Regions from separate parts of the Mus musculus genome. Here region 2 is linked to region 1. Evidence: chromatin contacts called from public HiCAR-type data. All regions are on one chromosome and are shown on one strand. The core of a region is the stretch at or near the end of the contact, and the rest is flanking DNA. Distances in the headings are between cores, read along the strand shown.

What was found. HiCAR-type assays count read pairs that join an accessible place to other places.
Region 2: a contact with region 1 is called in a HiCAR-type map of astrocytes, with 5 times the contacts expected there. The contact joins two enhancer-like sites. A contact is called at or near these places in 3 of 39 promoter capture datasets (embryonic stem cells, hippocampal neurons and liver), 3 of 484 Hi-C or Micro-C datasets (cardiomyocytes, embryonic fibroblasts and embryonic stem cells) and 3 of 115 datasets of contacts at active chromatin or transcription factors (astrocytes, embryonic hindbrain and embryonic stem cells).

Annotation. Positions count from the first base shown.
Region 1 is chr13:71,958,244-71,961,131 of GRCm38.p6, reverse strand. It overlaps Irx1 (Iroquois homeobox 1), which reads left to right. Exons shown (of 4, transcript NM_010573.2): 2 at 847-1,882; 3 at 2,159-2,231; 4 at 2,459-2,888. The coding sequence ends at 2,516. Among named protein-coding and RNA genes, the nearest start is that of Irx1, 4.0 kb to the left of the region's middle. Within about 2 kb of position 1,516, at least 28 of the 459 cell types and tissues checked have an H3K27ac peak or open chromatin away from gene starts, as enhancers often do.
Region 2 is chr13:73,158,487-73,161,374 of GRCm38.p6, reverse strand. No RefSeq gene overlaps it. Among named protein-coding and RNA genes, the nearest start is that of Gm30154, 27 kb to the right of the region's middle. Within about 2 kb of position 1,499, at least 74 of the 459 cell types and tissues checked have an H3K27ac peak or open chromatin away from gene starts, as enhancers often do.

The DNA of each region.
Region 1 (2,888 bases), core at 267-2,766:
AGATCAAAGTCAAACTTAAGAGATAAAGTAACCAAGAAGAGGCCCAGGAAACTGAACCGGTTCCCCTGAGCTTCAGCCTGTGGCTCCAGGGCCTGACGTTAATATTTTACTGGATAAGCTCTTCTTTTGTATTTAAAAAAAAAATGTGTTTTGTCATTGTTACTGAGGATGGCCAGGATTAAATTTTAAATTACCTGTCACCGCTACAGACCTCTAAGTGTGAGTGAGCCATTATATGCAGATTAATTTGAGAGGCAAAAAGAGGGCTCTGCTTTCATTTTAAATTGGTGGTGAATTTAGACTGAAGAGTGCCCTGGATGGTTTATTTTGATTGAGTCCTTCAGGGTGAGAAGGAGGGGCCTTGAATTCTGAGTGCTTCACTTTGGAGAAACTGTTTCATCAGTCTACAGAAAAGGTTTTCCCCCTCCAGCTAGTGTAAGCTGAACTTGAAAATTTGAATTTTGGGAAGGGGTGGTGTGGGGAACCAAGGGTTCTGGGAAGACTCGGGAAGGGGGAGGGGCAGGGCTTGCGCTGAGTTCTAAAAATCCAAGGCTTCTAGAAGTTTTTCTAGAGTGAACAACAGTTTTTTAAAAATCTGTTTAGTGGAGACCCAATGCCTTCAATCCAGTTTAAGACTCCAGCTGCCTTGACTCTCCAAGTAGTGGTGTGTGTGTGTGTGTGTGAGCACGCGCGCGCGTTTTCCTTTTCTGAGCTGGTGAATCAAGTGCCCCCAGGGTCCACAGCAGCACGGGTCTTCCTTTCCTAGCTTCCTGAAACTCATCTCTCCCCATTTCTTTTCTCTCTCTACTTCTTTCTCTCTTCTCTCTTGCTCTACGGTTGCTTCAGGGCTCTCAGTATGAACTGAAGGACAACCCCGGGGTGCACCCAGCGACCTTCGCAGCCCACACAACGCCTGCTTATTATCCCTATGGTCAGTTTCAATACGGGGATCCCGGACGGCCCAAGAACGCCACGCGGGAGAGCACCAGCACGCTGAAAGCCTGGCTCAACGAACACCGCAAGAACCCGTACCCCACCAAAGGAGAGAAGATTATGCTGGCCATTATCACCAAGATGACCCTCACACAGGTCTCCACCTGGTTCGCCAATGCGCGCCGGCGCCTCAAGAAGGAGAACAAGGTGACTTGGGGGGCGCGCAGCAAGGACCAGGAAGACGGCGCCCTCTTTGGCAGCGACACCGAGGGCGACCCCGAGAAGGCCGAGGACGACGAGGAGATCGACCTGGAGAGCATTGACATCGATCAGATCGACGAGCGTGATGGCGACCAGAGCAACGAAGACGAAGAGGACAAGGCGGAGGCTCCTAGGGCGCGCGTAGCCCCTCCCGCCTCAGCTCGGGACCAGAGCTCCCCATTGTCGGCTGCTGAGACACTCAAGTCTCAAGATTCGCCCTTGGGCCTGGTTAAGGAGGTCTCAGAGCCCGGCAGCACACGCCTGCTGAGTCCTGGCGCCGCGGCGGTCGGCCTGCAGGGCGCGCCGCACAGCAAGCCCAAGATCTGGTCTCTGGCTGAGACAGCCACTAGCCCCGATGGTGCGCCTAAGGCGTCTCCACCGCCACCCTCAAGCCACGCCAGCGCACACGGGCCGCCCAGCGGCTCACCCCTGCAACACCCGGCCTTTCTACCCAGCCACGGACTGTACACCTGTCACATAGGCAAGTTTTCCAACTGGACCAACGGCGCGTTCCTAGCACAGGGCTCGCTGCTGAACATGCGATCTTTCCTGGGCGTCAGCGCGCCGCATGCAGCACCTCACGGCCCACACCTGACAGCACCACCACCTCCACAGCCGCCAGTCCAGGTTGCCACCGGGGTGCTCCATGGTGAGAAGGCCTCCGCACGCAGCAGTCCTGCACTTCCAGGTACCGAGCCAAAAGGTCGCATCTACTTATTTGGTCTGGGACATACAGAGACCTAGAGATGAGTGAGTGATAGTGGTGGTGGGTAGGGGAGGCTTAATGTAGTAGCTAGGCCTAGGTCTCACCGAGGCACTGAGCTGTATCCAAGGGCTTGTTCCACGGAGGTATAAGGGTAGACATTGGTCACAGGAAATATGAATCTGGGCATAGAAACCCTTCCAACCTGAACACCCCACTACCTAACCCTTTTCCTAATCTTGCAAATCTCTTTCCTTGCAGAGAGAGACCTAGTCACCAGACCGGATTCGCCCCCACAACAGTTAAAGTCGCCCTTCCAGCCGGTGCGCGACAAGTGAGTGCTTTTTAGCTTTTGCCCTGGGGCGGGATGGAAGTAGCGGTGAGGGTCCTAAAGTCCTAATTGGAGAGCACTACCCGCCTAGCTTGCTCCAGTTCTCTGGAGCAGGGAGACTGTTGGGAGGCGGTCTAGCTCTAGCCCGGGCTCTGCCCGAAGAGGCTGGGGCTCGGTGGCGCTGGATCTGTTTACTCATTGCTGGTGTCTTCTTGCTGTTTCTCATACAGCTCGCTGGCCCCGCAGGAGGGAACGCCTCGGATCCTCGCAGCCCTCCCGTCTGCCTGATTAAGGGGGGTCATCTTTTACTTTTGCGGGGGGAGGGGAGGGGGAGGGGTTGGGGGGGAGGAGACGAGGGAAGAATTAAGACAAATATTTGAGACTTGTGTAAAGGACAAACGTGACGGCAGCGTCAGTGATTCTCACACATCGCTCTCTGCAGAAAGGGGCTCATCCTGCCTAAGCGCTTGGGAAGGGGGGAGTAAGGCTCAGCCTGCCGCTCGGATTGATTATCCGATTCGGTAAATGCCCCCCTCCCACTTCTGTGTTTGTGTCTTCTTTGTTTCTTTTTTCCCCTTTCTGTATATAGCGTGATTTCAGATTGTAAATAGCGCGTCAGCGAACTTGTTTAAATCATATATTTTTGTCTAATAAACTAAA
Region 2 (2,888 bases), core at 250-2,749, 1.2 Mb before region 1:
ACTGTTTCCATTAATAGGACACTTGGAGTTATAATGATCTTTTTTTTTGTAAAGAAAAATCTACACAGACACAAGCCCCATAGATCACATAGACTGGCTGCGATCCTGGAACAGGAAAAAAAAAAAAACAGTTTGTTCTAAGGGCCCTCCCATCTCTCCCTTCTTTATGAGGTAGTAATGCAGATTTGATCAGCACTGTGGGTTCCAGGTCATCTTTCTAGGAGCGTCTGAACCCCAGGTTGGACCGCACGGACAAGGCACAATTGCTGAGACACCAGCTCAGACACTACACTGATACTGTTCACAAAATTTACTGCCAGTGACTCTGAATTCCACATTGTTCTTTGTGTTCATTTCTAAGGTAATCGACTAAGCATGTCTTATAGCTTATAGTATTTTAAAAGATGCATTCATTAAAAAGAACCCAAATGCACGTGGGTAGACAAGAGGACCCCAATTTTCTACCATAGTTATTTTCACTTCGCTGGAAGCCAAGTCCTCTTGAACTTGAAAAACCACCAGCAAATTAATCTACAAGGCTTTCATGACATTAATCTAAACTCATGAAACTAGATTAAGTACTGGATTAAGAATCAAATTCAGAAATGCTGCAATCTTAAAAGAAATACGTCTTCAGGCTGTCACGAAGGCAGACTGAACCCCCATGGCAAGTGCACCCAGGAGGGGACTCTAGGGGCTGGAGGGAGCAGCCACTTCCAGGTACGTGCAGTGTGAGCCGGAAGCCAACAGGTGGCACAAATGCATTTGACTTGCACATGGGCCATCGCCCGGGATGCCGCTGCGCCCCCTGCTTTCTATAGCCCAGGCAAGCAGACGCAGGCTGGCGCCTTGGCTCCCTTTGCGAGCCTGGTCTGCCAGGTCCACACGGCCCAGCAGAGTCCAGCTGGGTCCTGAGCTGCGCGCCGCTGAGGACCCAGAGAGCTCCAGGCAGCGCGCCCTCTGCTGGCCGTCCGCGGACTCGCCGTTGTTCCCAGCCTGTTCGGAGAGAACTCAAATTGAGACAGATGGAAAGAGGGGGCAAGGATTGGGACCAGTCAGGGGCAGAGTAGGCGGAGCAGGACTGGGTAGGGCCAGGTAGGGCGTGAGCACTGTGGCTGATGTGAGGCTGGCCCCAGGCACTCCCAGGAGAAATTTCCAGGGCCCACGGATTCACAATTCGAAGTAGCTCGAGACTATAAAGACACCTCTGCAGGCCTTCTGTCAGCTCCTTTTGTTCTCTCCTCCAGATTGGAGAGCACTGCGAACCTGGTAGTATTGTACAGCTCCACACCAGCATTCCGGACCATTCCTTTTGTAAGGCTCTACTTTGAGCTAGCAAGCACGGAGGCAGGAGTGGCTCAGCTGGGGGAAGAGAGCCTGTCGTTCCCAGGTTCCATCTCGCTGGAGAGGAGCCCCGCCTGAACTTGTTTTTAATGTGTCAAATCACAGAGGCAGCTTCCCAGCAGTAAAGTGTGAAGGGGTTACAGCCTCTTGGGCCTCTGGGAAGCCAGACGCAGGTCTCAGCAGAGTGACAGGCGTGTTTCCATGCCAGGCAGCCAGGCAGTGGCCCTGGGCTTTTGATCTTCATCCCACAATTTGTCAATTGGACGCCTCTTCACGCCCATCTTTATCACTGTCAGGGACACCTCTGGCTCCCGTGTCCCTTCCCTGTAGGCCTGAGCTTCTGAGAGGTTCCTGCTAAAGGCCTCTCTTATTCCATACCAGCCTAGGAAGGTGGGGTCCTCACCGGGCTCTGCAGTGTCCGCAAAGCTGAACATAAATTTGACTGCATTAGTTTCCATCCACAACCACCAGAAGTACCTTAGCTCTGTCTCCTAGTGGGACTCTGGCAACTCCCTCCCTGCTGTGGGCAACAGACCTCGCCACTATGCATGGATGGATGGGGTCCACAGGGGTCCATTCCTAGCCTTCCCAGGAGTCTTTGTCTTGGTACCGAGCGATCACTCTTAATCCTTTATATCTAGTGATGTGTTTCTGCTCCTGTTCTCGTTTTTTTTTTTTTTTTTTTTTTTTTTTTTGTAAAGGAGGAAAGTGAGTTAGAACATTATATGCTTACAGAGGATGAAGCAAAGCTGTCAGTCTGTGTGACACTGCAGCAGACCTGGGCAGGCAGGTAAGTGCTCATTCATTCGAAGGAGTATGTGTTCTGATGCTCTGGCCAGAAGAAGGGAGGACTTGGGAATTCTGGCCCCAGGGACACACAGGGCTTAAGACACCCAAATCCTGTCTTGTTACCATCAGTGGGCCCTCCAAGTCTTCAGTGGACTCCTCAAGCCACTCCTAGACCCCTCTTGCCCATACTGAGGGCCAGGGAGATCTCAGGACCAGGCAGAGCTCATAGGAGACGGGAATTCCTTTATCTCAGGCAGGGTGGTGATGAGATTATTTTAGGACGTCGGGCCCATTCTAGGCATCCACCAAACAAGCTGTCAGAAACTGAAAGAAAGTTCTAGATCTCACATACACCAACACTGCAAATGCTTTTTTTTTTTTTTTTAAGGTTTTAATCCCAATCGCTAGATTTTCAAGGAATTGGACCAATGGACTTTAGAGAGGGCCAGACATAAAGGATTTGAAATCCCACCCTTGTACCTAGACTTTGGGGTGTGGAAGGGTCAGGGTCAGGGTGTGGAGCACCATCATGGCTAAGTGGACTCCTGCTGAGTGACGAACACATTTGGTGGTGTTTGAGGGTAAATGTACGAGGCTGACATTTTAAGAAGTCACAACGTTAGCTCATTCCAAAGAGTGGAGCAAACCTAAAGCTTCCTTCCTGGCTTCTGGTGGCAGCTGGTCCAGACTGAGGTCTGACTCAGAGGCAGCACTGACCTTTTAAAAGTCCCTGCAAAGTGCAAGGTGTGAAGCTT